Linked DNA regions of Mus musculus: region 1 is linked to region 2. Evidence: chromatin contacts called from public Micro-C data. All regions are on one chromosome and are shown on one strand. The core of a region is the stretch at or near the end of the contact, and the rest is flanking DNA. Distances in the headings are between cores, read along the strand shown. Region 1 holds the start of 0610039H22Rik (RIKEN cDNA 0610039H22 gene). Region 2 holds the start of Hsf5 (heat shock transcription factor family member 5).

Evidence for each region. A called contact is a pair of places that touch in the nucleus more often than the background predicts.
Region 1: a contact with region 2 is called in a Micro-C map of embryonic stem cells, with 4 times the contacts expected there. The contact joins the promoter of 0610039H22Rik here to the promoter of Hsf5 in region 2. A contact is called at or near these places in 2 of 39 promoter capture datasets (hippocampal neurons and liver) and 1 of 484 Hi-C or Micro-C datasets (embryonic stem cells).

Annotation. Positions count from the first base shown.
Region 1 is chr11:88,617,527-88,622,951 of GRCm38.p6, forward strand. 0610039H22Rik (RIKEN cDNA 0610039H22 gene) reads left to right here and starts at 1,725. Exons shown (of 3, transcript NR_131025.1): 1 at 1,725-2,244; 2 at 3,646-3,738. All of the region lies in intron 5 of Msi2 (musashi RNA-binding protein 2), which reads right to left.
Region 2 is chr11:87,614,996-87,620,294 of GRCm38.p6, forward strand. It overlaps Hsf5 (heat shock transcription factor family member 5), which reads left to right and starts at 2,169. Exons shown (of 6, transcript NM_001045527.1): 1 at 2,169-2,910. The coding sequence starts at 2,277. Mtmr4 (myotubularin related protein 4) reads left to right here. Exons shown (of 19, transcript NM_133215.2): 19 at 1-1,307.

The sequences.
Region 1 (5,425 bases), core at 475-2,974, 1.0 Mb after region 2:
CGTTGTGGCGCACTCGAACAGGGCTGTTCTGCAAGACCTCTAGAAAATAGCAAGCGCTGTACAAAAGCCTCTGTGAAATACTGTTTTCATCAACAGCCTGGCTGCCTGTGTCTCCATTGTGAGACATCACTGAGGCCCAGACAGCTCAGTGATCAAGAGCTCTGCCAGAGGTCCCAAGTTCAACTCCCAGCAACCACATGGTAGCTCACAACCATCTTTAATGGGATCCGATGTCCTCTTCTGATGTGTCTAAAGACAGCTACAGTGTACTCATATACATAAATAAATCTTTAAAACAAAAACCTGTGTTAAAACCCCTCATAAGCATGGAGAGGGTACTCAACCATCACCCAGTGTTATAGGGGTCTCAAATCAGAGCAGGTGGTCAGGGGAGACTTCTGAGAACCCACGCCTAGACCTTGATCTCAGAAAGAGGAAAAAAAAATACACTAAAGAGCAACCAACACACTAAAGAGCAACCAAGACAGGGGCCGGGGCCAGGGCCAGAGCTGGGGCCAGGATTGGGGGCGGGGGGGGGGGGGTGGTCATCACTGCAAACCGAAAGCATTCATCAGAGCCCTTTCTCCCACTGGAATGCTGGGATACTAAGACCGGTCGTTCTTTCAACAGGAAAGAAAAGCGTAGGCCAACTCTTGCTGGCTCGCTCTGCTCCTTCGGCACAGTTTACTGAAGCGTGTGAGGCTCTGCCTAACATTTAGGATATTTTGATTTAAAATGCAAACAGCAACACTGATAAAGATCGTGGCGCCAAAGCGGGCCCTCGAAGGAAAGGGCACACTAACTCCCCTCCTTCTAACCCTGGATCTCACAGCTACCTAAGCTGACGGCTTGAAATTAACTCATTCAGTTAATAATTCAAAGCCATGGGCTGGACAAGTTTTAACGCCTCAATGTTGGTTTATAATTAACCCAGACCGTGGTGTTCTTAGGTGTTTGATTTTTAATTAGTCTATTGATTAATCAGTCTGGTTAACAATTATTTATTTCTGGGGCCCTTTACTGTCTTCTATTCTTGTTAAGGGAGGGTGAGGGTTACCCTGGCTCCTTTCTCCTCTGAACCCCTCCAGATCACAGTCCCATCATTCTCTAGGGACACTGTAGATACAGTATTGAGACCAGAAAGGAAGCCTGCCCAGCCTGACACAAATGAAGGTACCCCCCCTTTTGTTCATCTGTTATCCTTGGTATCAGATTCTGCTCGCAGGAGCACATGAAATGAAGGAACTCACAGAATGGCACCCTACCCAGGCACAGGCTGGGCCCTCTCATCCCTTCCTTCCCAGTTCAGAGCTAATTGACATCTTGTGTGAGCATTGCATCATGTCCCTTTGCAAAGCCAGAAGCAACTGAGAAGGTGCTACACGCCCCTGCCCCCCCCCCATCTCTCGGGGGACTAACCCAAAACAAATTACTCAGTAATGGGAGGGCCCCTCTCTCTGGCAGAGGCCCACATGTCTGTCTGTTCAGCAGTTTCTTGCCTGCTCTATTTGTAGGGGTTGCAGGGGATCAGAGAGGTCACCACCTCTCTCAGGGTTACAGTGCTCTGTAGCACACAGCTGCTCAGAACCCACACTCCTCCCCGTGACAGAGGAGGAAGCACAGTTAACAACAAGGCTGGTGACTGATGCCCGTTGACGTTCTGGGGTGTCCTCCCTCGACGATCACAAAAAATTAACCCAAGACACCAGCACCAACACCAACAGTCCACCAGGGGATCGAAGCAGGTCCTACCTAGGACAAGTTTTCTCAGCATTCAGCACTATGTCACCAAATGACCAGGAGGCAGCCCAAGATGGAAATCCTTGGTAGAGATTTCCTTTGGAAAATTCCACTGTATATCCATGAAAGACCGATCTTAGAATTCTTATGGAAAAAAAAATTATCTTTACAGATCCCATGCAAGGGTGTCATGGATAACCAGGGGTCCTGGACCACAAAGCAACTCCTCTGGAAGATTCATGTATAGGACAACTCTGGGCTGCAGGAGCCCCTAGGACCTGGGTGAGCTGCTTTAACTTCTTCCTCTCTAAACTCAGCTAAAGACCCGGAACCCTACAGAACCCAGTGTGGATGCCCATCATTGGATGATTGCATCTGCTGCTGGCACCAATCACAGAGCTGCCCAGGCCTACAGGGTACCACACAGTTGGCGGAAGTGCAGGGACCCATGTGCCCAGGCCATGCCACAGACAACCGCAACTGCATCCTTCAATGAAGCTCCAGGTAAAAGCAACTGGGCGTGAGAGGGATGGCAATGTGTGTGCAAGGCTTCTCCCTGGTGCCTTTCAGGTTGGGATTTAGCATCTTCGGGCAGCTACCCACAGGTCCCTTTAACAAGCCTCGGGGGGGGGGGGGGGGACTGGGAGCCACACTGTTCCTAGCCTACAGGAATAGCCTCAGGGCAGCAGCAGGAAGGGCTGTTCCCGTTCAGGAAGCTGTGTCCTTTCTGAAGACCTAGAACCCTGGCCAGGATGGGAGCCTCAGAGTCCACTTGAAATACCCTGGGAAAACACCCCTCCCCAAACTACATCTGTACTCCTCCTCCATCCAACACAGCCTTCGAGTAATCCCCACCACCTGCCGGTTTCTCATTTTCTCTCTTGCAACAACTTAAAATTTAAAAGAAAAAAAAATTTAATCACAATTCAGGAAAACACACCCACGCATCTTGCTCACTAAGCGTGAAAGCCACCACTCCCTCGCTCAACTCAGCCCCTGCTCCACTTCAGAGAGTGGAGGAGAGAGAAATGTCATTTGACACCACAAACGCTGCCTCCTTCTCAACCTGGAGGCCCCACCTGCCGGCATGTTTGCAAGGCTAATTCCAATCTCACTATTTGAATACACTTGCAAGCTGGGAAAACAAGCCAATAGTTCAGAGGATCCAAGGCAAACTCCGTCTGACAGCCCTAGCCCCGACGGCTGCCAAGACTGATTGACTGGCTGGTTATATTTAGAGGTGGAGGAGGAGGGGACATCAAACAGTGTAGGGCCTCCCGAACTCAAGAATGCTGTGTTGAGAACGACAGACTAGCAAATAAACAGCCGACAGCCATTCGGCTACATCATCTGGCATCCGCAAGGCACAGGCTCGCCTCCATAAACTACAGGGAATTTCAAAAGCCACCCACACCATGGCAAAAAAGAAACAACAGGCAATTAGGCCAGGTTCTGCCACAGCATCCTCACAGTTCCTCTTTGGCAGCAAGTAAACAAATAGATATGATCTAATCCTTGCTCCCCATCACCTCCGTATTCTTGCTCTGAGACAGCATGATATGGAGCAAAGACCAAGCCAAGGTTCCATGGTACAAAGAAAACCTTCTGTTTTAAACTTGGCCCTACCAGGATACACTAACATACTCCCTTAATCTCATCCTTCCAGAGGCTAAGGCAGGAGGGTCACAAGTTCAAAGCCAGCCTGGAATAAATATAGAGAGACCTTATCTCAAAACAATAATTATTGTTGTTATTATTATTGTTAATTAGGGCAGGGAGAAGAACTTAGTTGGTAAAGTACTTGTCTTACAAGCACAAGAATTCTATCCTCAAAACCTGTGGGGTTTTTTTTAATTGTTGTCATTTAGCTTTTTATTTTATTTATTTGCTTTTTTTTTTTTTAAGTTAGGAGTGATGGCTCATGACTGTAATCCCAGAATTGGAAGGCAGAGGTGGGTGGATCCCTGGAGCTCAGACACTCTGGCTAGTTCCAAACCAGTAAGTGACCCTGCCTCAATAAAAAGGTGAAGAGTGTCTAAGCAAACACACCCTCGGGCTTCCACACACGGACAAACACGCGTGTACCCAACACACATATAAGCACCAATGGAGGTACAACACCTAACAGGTCCTATGCTATTAACTATTACATGGAGAGGTAGAGTGAGCTAAGTTTTATTTCTCCTCTCCTCTAAAAGACAGAAACAGCAACTGAGTCTAAACAGAGATCGGGATTGTTATTTACAACCCCCAACAGCATGCTTTATAGCATCCTAACGGCTGCTGCACATACGTGATCCCTTCATAGGACAGTGAGGAACGGAGAGGAGTCAGAGAGACTCCAGAATAAAACTGGAAGCCATCAGAACCACAGGCCTGACTCTAAGGTCAGTCAGGATAGATAGTATCCATCACAGGGAGAGTCTCTTCACTCAGTCAGCATCTGAGACGCTTCAACGCGCCAGGCACACAGTACACAGGGGGCTGTGACATGGCTGGGCCACAGTTCAGTAGCAGAGGCCTAGTCTTGCGTGTGCAGAACCCTGGGTTTTATCTTCAACATCAGGGAAGAAAAAGGATTCGGATACATATACAGGAATAAAGCAAAGAAACAAGAGAGGATAAGAAGCTCCCAACACCAGAGGAGCAAGAAGTGCTCAAAAGAATGCAATCTGCTAGGATGACATTGCAGCTTTCTCCCCCTGCCCTGCCCTTGACTCTCCTAGACTTTGAGCCTGCCAACAGGTGCTGCTGTCCTAGAGAGGCTCCTCCACATTCATGCTGAGGTATGCCTTCCTGTTGCACTCACAGATGCGACTGGGTCTGGCTTTGAGACCACCCCACTCTCCCTCTAGAACAGCAGTTTTCAACCCATGGGTCATGATCACGGCTTTGGAGATAAAGTAATTCTTTCACCTAAGACCACTGGAAAACAAAATTCATAACAGTAGCAAATTTACAGTTATGATGTAGCAACAAAAATAATTTATGTGGGGGTGGTGTCACCACAACACTGGGAACTGTATTAAAAAGTTGCAGCGGTAGGAAGGTTGTGAACCAGTGTCCCAGAGTACCTGTGCCAGGAGGTACCACCCGGGTACCTACCTGTGGCATCTGTGATATCTGTCCCCATAGTCCCGGTGCTCCATGTGACTTCCCCTCCCCCTTTCCAAGGTCCCCTGAGCATCCCAAGAGCACAGTAAGTGTCCACGGACACTAGCTAAGATGAATGAATACCCACAGTTCACAGACTATGCCCCGAGGGAACTCCCCAGAACCGCATGCCTCAGTTTCCCCATCTGCTGACCTTCAAGGGTGTGTTTGTGTATGTGCCCTTGAGTCTCAATAGAGGATTGGTATCTCTGAATATAACCGGATCCTTGCAAACAGCAAATGTTTTCTGTTAAAATGAAAAGTCAGTTCTCTGGATATCAACTGCTGACAGACAGGAAGTGCTACAAGGCCTGAAAAACAGACGGGCTCTGGGCTGGATTTTTGTAAACTGTTTTTGTTTTAATAAACTGAGGCTTTTGTTTTGTACCAAAAAAAAAAAAAAAAAAAAAAAATCTAGTGCTCTGACGGATGAAAGCCAACAATGCTAAAAAAAGAACGGGTGGGGGATTGGGTGGGGGTGTTGGGAGGTGGGGACGACAATGGAGGGACAGAGGAGGAGCTGTGGAAGATA
Region 2 (5,299 bases), core at 919-3,418:
GGCTGCTTTTGAGGGACGCACTGTGAAGAATGAGAAGGGAAAAGCAAGATTATCCTTGTGAAATTCTGCTGATTGTGCCCTACCCTTTGCACCTGACTTTTCCTAGTTGTCCTGGTGCTAAAATGGAAGCTACACCTTGATCTCTCCTGGCATGAAAATAAAGGATTTTGTTGTTCCACTGCCCACTTCCCCCATGTTGTCTTTCCCTTGGCCGCTGCCTCCTCTGGGTCACACTGCTTCTTATCCTGAACACTTGACACCTTGAGGGTAGAATATAGCATTTGGTTTTTACCTCCTAGCATATGCTACTTGGTATGTGAGGGTTTCAGTACAAATGCTGCTGTCTATTTCTGTGCACTTAACAATGGAACCCAAACAGAAGGAAGAAAGCCTTGATACCAAAATTGGGAGTGAGGATGTGTCCATTTGGACCAAACACTTTGTTTTGTTTTATTTAGATTTTGTTTTTCATCTTACTATGTACCAGTGGCACTTAACCAAAAGATACAGTAACATAGCCATGTACTGTGGTTGGGACAGATACAGTCTCCTTGGCTTATAGGACTTCCTAGCTACACTTTCCTTAGCGCATTAATGTGATGCTCACTCTGTGTTAAAACTGCAGCCGTTGTCTTTCTCAACTGCTACTGTCACGTTGCTTTCAAGAAAACATTTTTTTTCATTCCAGACTAACCAGAACCTGCATTTAGAATAGGAGTCCTTTCTCCGACCTTTTCTTCAGTTCCACAGCGAAGCCTCTGTGCTCCTTTTATACTTGCCATGGATGTAACCTAAAAAGTTTTGGCATATTTAGGTCAGCCTAGCACATTTTTTTTTTTTTCATTTTAATGGAGCTGAAGAATGGAGATTTTTTTTTTGTGTGTGTGTGTCTGAGAAATTCCTAAGATCAATGAAAGAGTGATAAACTATTTGTCTCTGATACATAAAATTATTTTAAGCATTTTCTCAATCATTAAATGTTACTGCCAGTCATAAGTGGCTTTTTAATTACCAGTTTTCATTGCACTTCACTCTGTTTTCAGGGGGATTGGGGACATTCGGGGAGACTGTATCTGTCTACTTTGTGTGACTGTTTTGAGGGACTGTCCCATCAGTGAACAGATTGCATGGCCTTGGAGAGAGACTCTGGGCTTCTGGCTCAGATGTGTGCATCCTTTTAGAGCTGTTGTGGGTGTAAGTGACATGATGTGGCCAAAAATCCAAACTGTGCAGTTGCGTTGTGACAAACATGCAATGTGCTGTAAAAACTCAATACAGTTCAAATAAAATCTCTATATTAGTGCTGCTTTGTTGGGTCTTTTTATTTCTTACTGGTATTGGGATTGAGTCTAGCTTAATGGATAAAGCGTTCGCCACTGGACTAGCCTTGTTGTACACCGAGTACTGGGGAGCTAAAGGCAAGAGGAATAAGGCAAGTTTAAGGTCCAGGCTGGGCTTTATAAAAAAAACCAAACCAAACTAGTACCCATGGGTAGTCCCTCTTGTATTTTGGGTTTGTTGAGTCCCCATTCAAGTGAGGTTCATTTCTTTCTTCTCTGGGAGATCATAGCTGGTCATTAAGCACATACTTATCTTCTTTATTCCCTTCTGCCAGGTACCAAGGACCTCATCTAATTTGAATTTAAGGTGTGTTTTTTTTTAAGGTGTAACTATGCTTCTGTATACAAGATGAATGAGTTCATGTACTACAGTTACAGTATGTACCCCCAGCCCCCAACCCCTGTCATTTTTATTTGAAGAGAGCAGCAGTTCGACTGTTAGGGAAGACTGGAGTGGGTTCCTCTGTTCTCAGGAACCATTAGCTGTGTATCGCCTGAGTGCACTCTGCGTTCTGAAACCTCCGCTGGCCGTCCTGTCCTGCTGGAGCCCCTCAGAGTTTGCCTAACCGGCCGCCCGCTTTCTCCTCGGGAACCGTGGTTCCCTGGCGTGCTGCCCTCCTGGGAACAGACAGAGAGGGGCCGGTTCTGGAAGGCACGCGAAGGTAGCCTTGTGTCGCAGTGTCCCCGCTGCTGCCCTCGAAGGCGTGCATCCCAACCGAGGGGGAGGGCGGGCTCGCGCCCCGTCGGCCACCACGCGGCGGGAACTCGAGGCCCCATTGGCCACACCGGAGGGCGTGCCGGGACTCGTGCGCCAACGGTCCGGGCCTCGGCGGCCGGGCGCTGGCAGGAGGGGGCAGGGCGCAGCGAAGGCCCGGGGGATCGAGAACGGTGGGAGAGCCAGGCTCGGCGGGGCGAGGCCCAGGGCCCGGGCGGGCGATGGAGGAGGCGCTGCTGTCCACCCCCATCAACCCCAACAACTTCCCCGCCAAGCTGTGGCGGCTGGTGAACAGCCCTCGGTACCGCTCCATCCGCTGGGACGGCCGAGGCGAGGGGCTGCTCATCGACCAGCCGCTCTTCGAGGCCGAGCTGCTCAGCCCGCCCGGCCCGGGTGCCGGGGGCGCGGGGGGAGCCGGGAGCAGCGGCGGGGGCGGCGGCAGCGGCGTCGGGGCGGCCGGGGCCGAGCCGGAGCTCTTCAAAACCACCAACTTCACCAGCTTCATCCGCCAGCTCAACCTCTACGGCTTCCGCAAGGTGGTGCTGGGTGGGCCGGGGGCGGCGGGGCCCGGGCCCGGGCCTGGGGCTGGCGGGCCGGCGGGCGACGGGCCACTCCACCACTTCCACAGCCCGCATTTCCGCCGCGACCAGCCTCAGCTGCTCGTTCACCTCAAGAGGCTCACCAGTGCCAACAAGGCCAAGCTGGCGGCCGGACTGGAGGTGCCCTGTCGCCCGCCCAACCGCTTCCAGCGGCTCCTCATCACGTCAGCCTCCGCCTCGGCCTCAGCTTCTACCTCCCCGCTGCAGCATCAGGACCCGCCGCCCCAACCTGCTGGGCCTCGGCCAGAGCAGCATGGTGAGTGTGTGCCACCTAGATCCTCGCTTTCCATCAAGCACGTGGGCGGCAGGGCGCAAACACCGTTTCTGCACAACCCCAAGACTAGGTCACATCATCCCCACTAGCACTTGCTTTTCCTCTGGCAAGAGTCCGTAAGCATCTCCCTAGTCCGGGTTTAGCTGCAAAAAGGACATGGACTTGACGCTTGCTTTCCACACTTCTCTAAGAGAGTGAGCCCCAGGAGCTAACCTACTCCCAAAGCTCTTGAACCATTTACCTGTACCTAGTCTCTCCACTGTATTTATCAAAGCACTGGGTGGGAGAGGCCTCCACTGTCCCATAGTCAAAAGAACAGGCACTCTACAGGTTGGGTGCGAAGGAACAAAGTCACCAGCAAGAAAACTTAAGGCATTATTTATTTACCCAGCCAAGGAAAAGAGGGACAGGTCTCTGGAGTGCACATTTGTTCAGAGACAGGACACCTTCCACTTATTGACATGAATAGAGCGGTAGACACTGTTTATGCATAATCTAAGGGGCAAGGTTTGATCCAGTGTAGAATAGAACCAGTTTACTAATACTTGGAGTTTGATGCCCTACTTGAGATGTTATGGTTGGACAGACATAAAGCAAAACGGCTAAAAAACGAAACAAAGACCAGATGTCAAGGCTTAAGTTTAAAAGAATTTTAGAACACACACGTTTATAGTTTATTGGCATTTCACAATTATTCGGGATCGGGGGAGGGGTAGGGGGGCTGTGTAAATATTCAGTGAAAAGTTAAGAGCCCTGTGGTCACAGTATTTCATGCACTTGATTTGAAGTGCCTTTCTGCACTCTTAAACGGGTGAGGGTGGCGGTGTCCCCTTGCTCTATATGGAGGCCACAATAGACAGCTGTACCAAGAAAGCAACAGGATACAATAATCAGAATTTGGATTTTTTTTTTCACCTTCACATAGAAGACTAGTAGAAACAATTTTCATACTTTGAAGCATGGGAAAAATGCAAATGTACAAATAACACTATGGTCAGTTTCATCTAGGCCCAGTACTGAAGCAATGCTGCATTTGGAATTTGGAAGATAAGGGCCTAGGTTTTCTGTCTGTGGAGTTTAGAAGATAAGGAACTAGGTTAAAGTTCTAGTAACCTGCTGAGAAAATAACTGGCCCAGGAATGTTCTAAAGGAATTCTAAAGGAATAGTGAGCTACCTCATGGCATTGGTCCTTGATTTGACTTGGGAATTGTGTGGGAAAAGACCATGAAGACAATCCTACAGAATATGTTCAGCAGAAACTCTAGCTTGGGTTTTTTATTTTGTTTCATTTTTCAAGTCTTATTTCTAGAAGGCATAAGGAGAAAAGACAGGGAAATAACAGTTCTCTTTATTCTTTTCCTCTTAACTGTTTTAAACCAGTTGTATTCTTTTTGTTCATGTTTAAAATTACATATATTTACTTATTTGTGTATATGTGTACACACGTGCTCTTAAGGTATGGCATGTGTGTGGAGGTCAAAGGACAACTTGTTAGGAGACTGTTCTCTTCTACTGGGATCAAACTCAAGTCATCCGGCTTGGTGGCAACTCCCTGTACCCAGTGAATCTTTTTTTTTTTCCAGTTGTGTTCATAAGGTCAGTGTCCAGATTATTTAAGCAGTTTAAAGGATATTTGTTGATTAAAAAAAAAAAATCACACCTTTTTAGTGTATGTGGAGGATGTGTGTTTTGAGGCATCTCCTGTTCTCTCCCTGTTGTCCCGTCCAGCAGGGTGTTAGGATAGCCTGTAGCATAGACTTAGTGCAGAAGGCAATTGTGTTTCTCATTCGGGTGTAAAGTGATTCTTCTGTTAAGTTCAGAAACACCGTTGCAATTTGTTTGCTTTTATGTTCTAAGGTCTTTGGCTCTTCTACTTTTCCTCACCTGTTGTTTTGGGGTTTTGTTTGTTTGTTTGTTTGCTTTCTGTGTTAGTTAATTTTGGGGCACAAGGTCTTGCCATGTAGTCAGGGTTGATCCTGACTTCACGGTCTTTCTAACTCAGCCTCCCAAAGCTGGGATTATAGCCACATGCTACCTTACCTGGCTTTTTTTTTAATTCTACTTCAACTTGTCTCAGCTGTATGATTGCTGCTTTCCCACCTCCCTAATTCCCATTAATTGTAGAAGAGTCTATTTTAGGGCCTAGCCCTCTTTTATTTAGATCCACTAAATCAAGAATATACTTGATAAAAAGTGTGAACATTCTTTTTTTTTTTTTCTTAGTTTGTTTAAAGTCTGGGAAGTAAATACTCTTGTATGGATACCACAGGCTGTCCATGAGCAAAATTTGGGATTGTTGATGGATGGTTAGTTTGGTTTCATTTCCATAAAAGGAACAGAATTGTTAAAGACAAAAACTCACCATGCCCT